3 separate regions of the Mus musculus genome follow, and all the other regions are linked to region 1. Evidence: chromatin contacts called from public HiChIP or PLAC-seq and promoter capture Hi-C data. All regions are on one chromosome and are shown on one strand. The core of a region is the stretch at or near the end of the contact, and the rest is flanking DNA. Distances in the headings are between cores, read along the strand shown.

Region 1 (3,129 bases), core at 312-2,811:
GGAGCTGGAGAGATGGCTCAGTGATTAAGAGCACTAACTGCTCTTCCAGAAGTCCTGAGTTCAATTCCCAGCAACCACATGTTGGCTCACAGCCATCTGTAATGAGATCTAAAGCCCTCTTCTGGTGTGTCTGAAGAGTTACAGTGTATTTATATACATAAAATAAATAAATCTTTTTTTAAAAAAATCTAATGTCACATTATCACATTCATTGCTGGACATAAAGCCTTGAAAGTCCGATTATAGTTTCTGCATCTGTAACATTACTTCCCTTCTTTAAGTTAAAGACAAAGGAACCTCAAAAGTAAGAGAACATGCTGGGGTCTTAAACTGTGAGGTTTTAAATGGCACTCCCTTAGTCATCCTAGTGAGAGGGTGCTTCGGCAGGAAAATGTTTCCCAGGAAGTCTTCGCCATCCTTTGTTCTGCTATTTACATTAGTGTGAGACGTTCAGCTCCATCAGGTGATGCCTATACAAAGGCCTAACTCCAGGAGCGCCGCTGAAGCCTGTTTATCGCCCTATCACAAGCCCTCGTGGGGGGCATCTGGGAACCCTCAAAGGAGCTGCCCACCCTAGGAATGAGGTCATATGACTCAGGCTTTCATAAACCCCATCAGGTATGATGAGAGAGGCATGAAGCTGTGGGCAGGCAGTCACCAGGCCCACATCTCTTCCCTGAAAGTGCTTCCGAGGGACAGGATTGGAAGAGAGAAAGAAGTTTTGAGACAGGCTGTGTCTGGCAACTCTGGTCTGCAGCGGTTAGAAGGAAGAGGAGGAGGGGGACAATTCTGGCATCTCCCTGCCGATTTAAATGTTAAATTGTAGGCATAAAAAAGACTAAGATATGGATCTTCACTTCCTTGGAGATTGGGTTGAGGTCCTATCAACGTTTCAGACAAGAGTTACATACATGATATATTATTTTTATTCATAGTATAGAACATGTATCTTCTTGTTGTTAATTAAAAGAATAAGGAAAACTACCTAAAGCAGCAGAGAAACTGAAGAGTAGACATCCCACTCCACGGGTCTGGTTGTGAAATGCCTTTCCCATGCCCACCGCCTCTTTCCTTTGTTAATTGTCCGGGTTTAAGAGGAAGAGAATTAGGTCATAAGAAAGATCACTCACACCCACCTCAAGCTTCACACACCTTGGGCAACCCAGAACAAGTCTGCACGAGTTCACCTTGTCTCCCCCCCCATTTTTATTTATTGTAATATTATTATTATTATCATTATTATTTAGGAAATGTGACCTAAAAGGGACATCTTCTCACTGCCCGTGGTCATCTCCTGAAGGAATGACCCATCCAACAGTTTTTTTTTTTAATCTGTGAGGAGTCACAGCCCCGCAGTAGCTGACGTACATCTAGAGCTATTTCTTACTTTTTTTCCCCTTCTCGTCAGCACATTGAAACTACAACTTTATCTTGACCAGGTTGCTTCTTCTGCCTGCTCAGCTCCACGCTCGCCAGCCTCCACTCCACCTCCTCCCCGCCTTTTCTTCCTCCCTCCCCTTTCTCCTAGCCCCTCCTTCCAGTTGAGTCAGTGGCTTGAAACTTTTAAAAGCTCTGTGCTCCAAGTTAAAAAACGCTTTTACGAGGTATCAGCACTTTTCTTTCATTGGGGGAAAGGCGTGAGGGAAGTACCCAACAGCAGCAGACTTTGAAACTTTAAACAGACAGGTCTGAGAGCCCGAACTCTCCTTTTCCTTTGACTTCAGCCTCCAAGGAGTTCCACCACTTTGGCGTGCCGGCTTCACTTTCATTAAGTGAAAGAGTAAGTTTTGAAAAAAAGAAAAACCCACTTTACCTAGTAGCGTCTCTTTCTGTAAGGGAAACTCTTCTATGCTTTGTAAATGCGTTGCGTCTTTGACTTAGGATACTGTAAGTAGAACGACGATCTTCAAAGTGCCTTTGTCATTTCCACGTGCTGAGTTTGATTTGGGTTTGTTTAAAAAGTTCCGCTGAGAGTGCAACAGGTAAAAGGCTCAAACTTTTTCCAACTAGAGTGAAGGAAGGACCAAGTTACTAAACTTAGTTCTTTGTTATGGAGCCTAACTTCACTTTTCTGTAGTCGCCAATGGAGAAGGTGTTGCGGGGGTGGGGGTGATGGGGGGGCACCTCAGTCAACTTTGCTTAGCCTGCTTCCTATAGTGCTGGACACTACACGCTTCTTTTTTTTCTTATGAAAATCCGGTCGCCTGTTCTACTGCCTTGAAACTGCAGACTCCTTTTGTAACAGAGTGCTTTGTTGAGACGCTGCGGCAGCAGTTGACTTCCACGTGGTTCTCTCTTAGACTTTTCAGGACTAAGCCACTAAATACGTAGACCAGGGTGCTGCGGTTAGAGTTTTTAGACCAACAGTGGGTACTTTGTGCAAGCCTGTGCGATGCTACGGGATGAACCTCTTAGCCTGCACAGCCAGCATTTTTTTTTAATACTCCACGCTGGCAACTCCGGGCGCGAGAAATCTTGAATGGGTGGTGGTGACTTACGGAGAGTTAGAGGAAGAACGGGCGTTTAGAAACAGTGTGTGCCAGGTTGCTTTTCCAAAATCAACTGCTAGAACGCGAGCTCCTAGAAGGAATGGGGAAAAGGGATTTTTAGAGCTGCGCTTTTAGAAAGAGCTGCCCCCTCTCCACCCCCAACTCCTCCTGCGTGCCCGGACTTGTAGTGACTTCAGAGCTGTTAGGACAGTTTTGAATTGGAGCCATCAGAGGGTGCAAAGCACTAAGCAAAAATGATGCTAACGTGCAGCTTGAAGGGGGTCCGTCTTAAAGCTTTTATTTTTAATTGGTAACACATTCTGTAAAGCACTTTGACCGGCCTAAATCCACACCGAAGTATCAGGGTGGGTCTGTATTGAAGGGCTTTTTTTTCTGTACCAGACCAGGCCGAGTCGTTGTGAAGTGAAAGCTTTAGGGCAGAGGATGGCACGGGCCCCTCCTGCCCAGTCTTAGCATCATCACGGGCTCCGTTCGCGCTTCCCGCAGCCTCCCAGCTTCGCGGTCCAGACGGCTGGCTGCGGAGGGGGGGAGGGGAGGCCAGGCTCGCGGCCCGACGGTCAGAAAGCAAGTGGGCGACTTTATTAAAGTTGTCAGTCTGAAGTCCCCCGCGCCCTCCCAG
Region 2 (3,029 bases), core at 100-2,599, 2.7 Mb before region 1:
ATATAGTTCAGTTAAAGTTCAGTTTGGCATCCCTGAGGTGGATCACACTGGCTACTGATTCTGCCCTCTCTGAACACCTGCTCAGCTGGGAGGTATAAAGTATAAAGTTGCATCACACTTAAGCCAAGAACACTGACAAGTACAGGAGGCTGGTATGAGATTAAGAGAGTATTTTTCAGAGAATCAGTCAAAGTAAGCCAACACTAAAATACTAAGCGACTTGGTTTTGGTTAGGTAATAGCATAATCAATCAGCCAAGAGTAAAAAAAGAGATTATTTGGGAAAGGGATCATAGTATTTCATGATGTGGATCTTAGCTGGGAAAAAAAAATCACAGCACTACCCTCAAGAGTGACCAAAGGAATATCTTTACGATTTTACAAATACAAAGTGAATGTAGAGCAGAAATCCGAAACAACAATTAACAACATACCCAACTCCAACAGCGCAGAAAGAGGGCGGGCAAAGAATTTTAAGTTCCTAACAGGGGCAGGTTAAATGTTTGCCTAGTTAAACCGGTAAATTACAGTGTTAAACAGACCGATATTTTTTAAACACAGCTTTCTTCTTCTTTTTTTTTTTTTCCAACATCCGTGCAATTAGACAAGTTTATCAACCTATAAACTCAGGCATCCCGTTACAAACTTAAGCCATTTACTGTCTAGGGGAGGGGGGACGATGGTTGTACAACTATCAAATTCTCTCTCCTCTTGCCTCTGGCATCCAAACAAATAAAATGGCTTTGCTTTATTTCATACTATCCACTGCAAGGTGGCGCCAAAAAGAGCAGTTTGGGGATAGAGCCTTGTCCCTCACCTAGGCTCGCGTAGCCCCGCCCCTCGGGAGCTGTGGCCACGCCCCGCGCGTCTCAATCCCGCGTTGCGCGCCATTCGCGGGTGCGCGCTCATTGCGCGCCTCCAGGCCGCCTGGCGAGCGAGAGCCTAGCGGAGGGATGCTTTGGAAAGCATTTGGAAATTCGCTTCTAATCCACAGGTGGTTGGCTGTGGCCTCCCAGCCCTGCGGGGAGTTTAGAAATTAAAGGATGCGGACGAGACCTGACGCTAACCACGGGAGGGAAACGATCCCCCGGGACCTCACGCTGCGGTGGTCACTTACGGGCTCAACACGCACTGTCTTGGTCGCCGGGACCGCGCTGCGGCCGTGGTCGCCCCAGCCCGACCCGCGCGGCGTTGGAGGGGGCGGGGCGTGCGCGCGGCCGCTCGAGGGGGCCGCCTTGCGCGGGGGCGCGCAGGCTTCTTCGCGCTGCTCTCGCTCGGCCTCTGAAGGACTTGAGCTTCCCGCGGACCCCGAGCCGCGCACTGCCTCAACTTTCCGGCCGCTGGGGCTTCTTCCGGGTGCGGACGCAGGCGGGCGCGCGCCAGGACGGACGCTGGAGTCTGCGAGCGGGAGGCGGGAGCAGGGAGAGAGGCGGGACTCGGGGAGCTGGAGGCGGGGTTTGGGCCGGACAAGACGTCTGAGGGGCGGGTCTCGGAGGCATGGGGCGGGGTTTGAGCGGGACACCGGCTTCGAGGGCGGGTTTAGGGTGAAGTGGATAATTCAGGCTGGCAGGAATTCCGCGGATTGGTGATGGGCGAACGCGGGGTGGAGACTAGGGCGGAGAGAAGGGGAACCCTGGTGACGTATTAGGGCGGGATGTGGGCGATCTGGGACTCGACTTTGGTTTGCACCTTCAGATATCTTAGAACACAAGTGATTTTGTTGTTTTTTTTTTGTTTTTGTTTTTTTTTTTTTTTTGGGTTGGCGATGTATTTAAGGAATCTGCCTACTTCCACGTCACAATATTTTCCATTTCGTGTAGTTCTCTGATCCATTTCGAGCTAAATTTTATAAGTGGTGTTACGGTTTTGTGAAGTCACTTCTACTTTAAATCCTCTGACTGCACATCTACCTATCAGCAATTTTTATTAAATCAAATCAGGCAGCTGAGGGCAAAATTGGATATAAAAAATTCATTATCTGGCCGGGCGTGGTGGTGCACGCCTTTAATCCCAGCACTTGGGAGGCAGAGGCAGGCAGATTTCTGAGTTCGAGGCCAGCCTGGTCTACAGAGTGAGTTCCAGGACAGCCAGGGCTACACAGAGAAACCCTGTCTCGAAAAAACAAAAACAAAAAAGAAATTCATTATCTTGACCCCAACTCAGCTTCAGCAAGAGAGTCATGTCAGCACGTGCTGCCACCGTTCATGTTCCCTGATCTCAAAATGTCCCTAGCTCAACTAATAAGTGTTTTTCTGAACTTCAAATTGTTCCTGAAGACTTTCTACATTAGAGCCTAAGGGTGTTACTTCCTAGGGCCAGGCCCTCTTTTTACATCAGTTAAGGATACAATGTCTCAAAGACATTCCTACTGGTCAATCTGATACAGGCAGTTCCTTAATTCAGACTCCCTTCTCAGCTAGGCATGGTGGCAAAGGCCTTTAATTCTGGCAGGTTGATCTCAGTGAGTTTAAGGCCAGCCTGATCTACAAAGTGAGTTCCAGGACAGCCAGATACATTTCAACAAAACAAAACAAACAAGCAAAAAAAAAAAAAATCTCTTTTCTGAGGTAATTCTTGGTTAAGGCAAGTTGACATTTGAAATTAAGCAGTACACCTGTATGATACATTGGTTCAATCTTAATGATTTTATGTCCCTATAAAAACTTCACACATTGGAGCACTATTAGTACATTGGACCACGGAAGGGGAGAAACTGGACCATAGCCACTCATAGTTTGTTCCAGGATAAACTGTTCTCTCCTTTTGAGGTAAGGGTTGCGTTTTTGACTCTACAATGAGTAGAAGTATTAAATTTTTTTTGAGACACAGTCTTGTTAGGTAGCTCACAATAGCCTCCAGTCTGCGGTCCTTCTGCTTCTTAAGATTATGGGTGTGAACCACCATAAATGGCTAATAGAGCACTCTTAAGTCTTGTAGTATAGCCTTTACACAGGTGTATACACACACACACACACACACACACACACGAGAGAGAGAGAGAGAGAGAGAGAGAGAGAGAGAGAGAGAGGG
Region 3 (2,992 bases), core at 450-2,949, 2.8 Mb before region 1:
GGTCTAACAGCAAGAAGCATGTAAAAAGCACATAAGAGCACATTGATAAGTCAGTTGGAATCTCCAGGGTGCCTGCCATAACTGCATATTACAACCTCACTGCTTCCTTTATCTTGGCTAACATCATGTAAAACTAGGGTTAATAAGAGCTACGTGTATTATTTACCAGCCATGGTCATCTTGCCTACTACCACAGTGTGACTTTTACTCTGATGCACAAAAACAATGGTGACTGAACTGATGGACACCGATTGCCCAGCGTACTGACAATAAAAGTGGCTCTCTCCCCACTTTAATCTCCTTAAACATGGAAGGCCCTGCTTCATGATAACTAAAGGTCTTCGGACAAGGACAGATCATCCACAGCAATCCAGTTGAGTCTCAACCTGTCCAAGGAAGATTAATTAAATTCTGCACACTAGCAGAAACTTCACTTGCAGATTAATACTAAGACATAATTTTCACTCCGGATTTTATTGAATAGTTTAGTAGTTTCATTTATAAGGAAAAAGAAAAGAACCCAATGGTTTATGAGTAACACCTCCACAGTAAAAAGAATCAGTTCACATTCACAAAGGTGTTAGGTTTCCGTTTCCTGTTTCCTAGTCTACCCACAGTGGCTAAGTACCATAAACAAGCAACTTTTCCTCCAGTCAGCCTTGAAATGGTCTCACAGGCGTCACAGGCATGGAAGGTCTCCTCAGAATTGGTGTGCTGCACTTTTTCACTTATGAATGTTTGTTATAAATGCCTTGAAGAGCAAATGGCATGTTATCTGTGCTTTCTCCTTTCTCATATTCCACCAAAAATACATTTGTTGTCCTTTGGCCTTCAGACACTTCCATTTTCTCGACTTTTGACTTCTTTCTCTGTGCCCCCCCAACAACAGAAGCCTCGCTGTAACTGATCACGTTTTCCCCCTTTTATTTCTTTTTTTTTGTTTTGTTTTACATCTTTTCAGTTATTAAATGGGAAGAAATCCAACATGCAGCTGAAGATCGCATATTTTTTTTCTAGCCTGCGTGTGTGTGTGTAAAATCACCCCGCCCTCATTTTGTATCTATTTCACCGCACTGTCGTGGCCAAGAACTTGAATTCCAAAATGGCTTGCTCCTTTCGAGCTGACATGGGCTATAAAAATGCAATTTATTCCCACTGCAACCAGCCCTTCTCCCTATTCTCTACCATTACGATTGCGAGAAGCACAGACAGCTAGTTGGGCCTGACAAGGGCTGCAAAGCACACCTTATCTGCTAAATCCAGCAGAGCCAGCAAAGCCGCCGGCACTGGTGGGGGAAGCGTTAAAGGCTGGAAGAAAACCCGAAAAACCCCAAGGCCCATGCTGCGCACACACACGGGGCCGCCTCGCGCCCTCCTGCTTCCACCGCCGGCCCCGCCCACCCCACGGGTCCCGCCCCCTCCGTCCCGCCGCGGCCACGCCCGACGTGTGGCGCGGCCCCGCCGGGCGGGGGCGGGGCCTGCGTCGCCCCTCCCCCGCCGCCGGCGGCCTCCGCGCGGGCCTCCCAGCCCCTATTCCACTCACTTTGTTCTGCGCCTTTGTCCTGGTCCGCACCAGCAGGTGGAGCCGCAGTGAAAGTTTCCCGTCCGTTCTGCGAGCGGGAGCCCATCTTGCTCGCCGCCGCGGCCCTCGCTGGAGGAGGAGGGTCAGAGCTCGGGGGCAGCCAATCGCGGGCAACGCTGCTAGTTATCAGGGCAGAATGGGCTGTAGTTTAGTGAAATAGGAAAGCTGCAAAACACCGTGGAGTGCCGCCGTGTAAATAAAAAGGAAAAAAAAGTTTCTCAAGTCGCAGCTGCACGACGTCGGGCCGCGCCGCGCCGGGGCGGGGGTCTGCGCTCTCGGAGCGGCCGCGCGCGGGACTCGGTGGTGCCGCCAGCCCCGGCCCCATTGTTTGTGTTTTCTTCAAAATATGGCAAAGGTTCAGGTGAACAATGTAGTGGTGCTGGATAACCCGTCGCCTTTCTACAACCCGTTCCAGTTCGAGATCACCTTCGAGTGCATCGAGGACCTGTCTGAAGGTGAGCGAGTGGCGCCGGGCTGTCAGTTGCGGCGGCGGACGTTAAAGTTTCCCGGCCCGGCCTCGCGCGGGGTGGGCCGCGGCCGGCGGCCGGCGGGAGGGCGGCCATGCGAGGGAAACTTGAAGTTGAGGGACGCCGGCCGCGCCGCAACTTGCGAGCAACTTGCCGGGCGGAGGGAGCCATGTTGTCAGCTTTGTCTGCGGCGGGCGGCGCTCGGCGGCCCCCGGCTCGCGCGGCGCTGGCGGGGGGTCGTGCGGCCTCGGCGGCCCCAGGGCCCCACGGCCCGGTGGGGAGCAAGCTGGGCCGGTGGGAAGCGGAGCCATCTTACCCGGCGGCACGACGCCTGCTCCGGACCGCCGGGGGCGAGCGGGCCCGCGCCTTCCCGCCCGAGCCCCGCCGAGGCTGTCCTCGCGCCGCTCTCCGGCTCCCTCCACCAACCAGCGCGGAAGGCGGGCGCTGGGCTCGGCCCCTCGGCGCCTGGCTCCCGGGGGGCGGCCGTGCTCTCCGCGGGCGCCCGGGATGCTGTGCGCCGCCTCTCCCCGGGGACAGAGACCTCTCGGAGAGAAATGGTGAGGGGCTGGGAAGTTCCATGGCACCCTAGAGCAGAAGCAGGGTGCTTAACCAATTCCAGGCACTTCTCTGGCGTTTAGAAAGTCTGAAAGACTTTCTCCAGAACGTGTGAAGAAGAAGCAATTAAAATAACTCCACGTCCAAGCAGATGGAGAAAATGCAAACGTTAGCTGGGAGATAGAAGGCAAAATCCTTTCTGAAGTACATTTTACGGTTTAAAAAATGCGAAATAGTGAGGTAATACAGAACTTAGAAAGCTAAAATATGGCTTCTTAACGCTTTTCTTAGATTTTATTAAAATCAATGCTTCATTTTCAACATTTGAAACAAAAAGTTTAACTTCATTGGTGTTAAATTTTAGTTAACTAGGAGGACATCTTGGGAC

Evidence for each region. Promoter capture Hi-C pulls out the DNA fragments that hold promoters and counts their contacts. HiChIP or PLAC-seq counts read pairs in DNA pulled down with a chosen protein or histone mark.
Region 2: a promoter capture Hi-C map of 3T3-L1-derived adipocytes shows a contact between it and region 1, with 6 times the contacts expected there. The contact joins the promoter of Mcm9 here to the promoter of Gja1 in region 1. A contact is called at or near these places in 4 of 39 promoter capture datasets (the 3T3-L1 cell line, 3T3-L1-derived adipocytes and cranial neural crest) and 1 of 115 datasets of contacts at active chromatin or transcription factors (extraembryonic endoderm stem cells).
Region 3: an H3K27ac HiChIP or PLAC-seq map of epiblast stem cells shows a contact between it and region 1, with 5 times the contacts expected there. The contact joins the promoter of Asf1a here to the promoter of Gja1 in region 1. A contact is called at or near these places in 3 of 39 promoter capture datasets (the 3T3-L1 cell line, embryonic stem cells and hippocampal neurons), 1 of 484 Hi-C or Micro-C datasets (granulosa cells), 2 of 115 datasets of contacts at active chromatin or transcription factors (astrocytes and epiblast stem cells) and 1 of 9 other capture datasets (embryonic stem cells).

What each region holds. Positions count from the first base shown.
Region 1 is chr10:56,375,739-56,378,867 of GRCm38.p6, forward strand. It overlaps Gja1 (gap junction protein, alpha 1), which reads left to right and starts at 1,562. Exons shown (of 2, transcript NM_010288.3): 1 at 1,562-1,780.
Region 2 is chr10:53,628,608-53,631,636 of GRCm38.p6, forward strand. Mcm9 (minichromosome maintenance 9 homologous recombination repair factor) reads right to left here and starts at 1,350. Exons shown (of 13, transcript NM_027830.3): 1 at 1,117-1,350.
Region 3 is chr10:53,595,262-53,598,253 of GRCm38.p6, forward strand. Asf1a (anti-silencing function 1A histone chaperone) reads left to right here and starts at 1,700. Exons shown (of 4, transcript NM_025541.3): 1 at 1,700-2,037. The coding sequence starts at 1,929. The region is part of intron 7 of Mcm9 (minichromosome maintenance 9 homologous recombination repair factor); the gene reads right to left.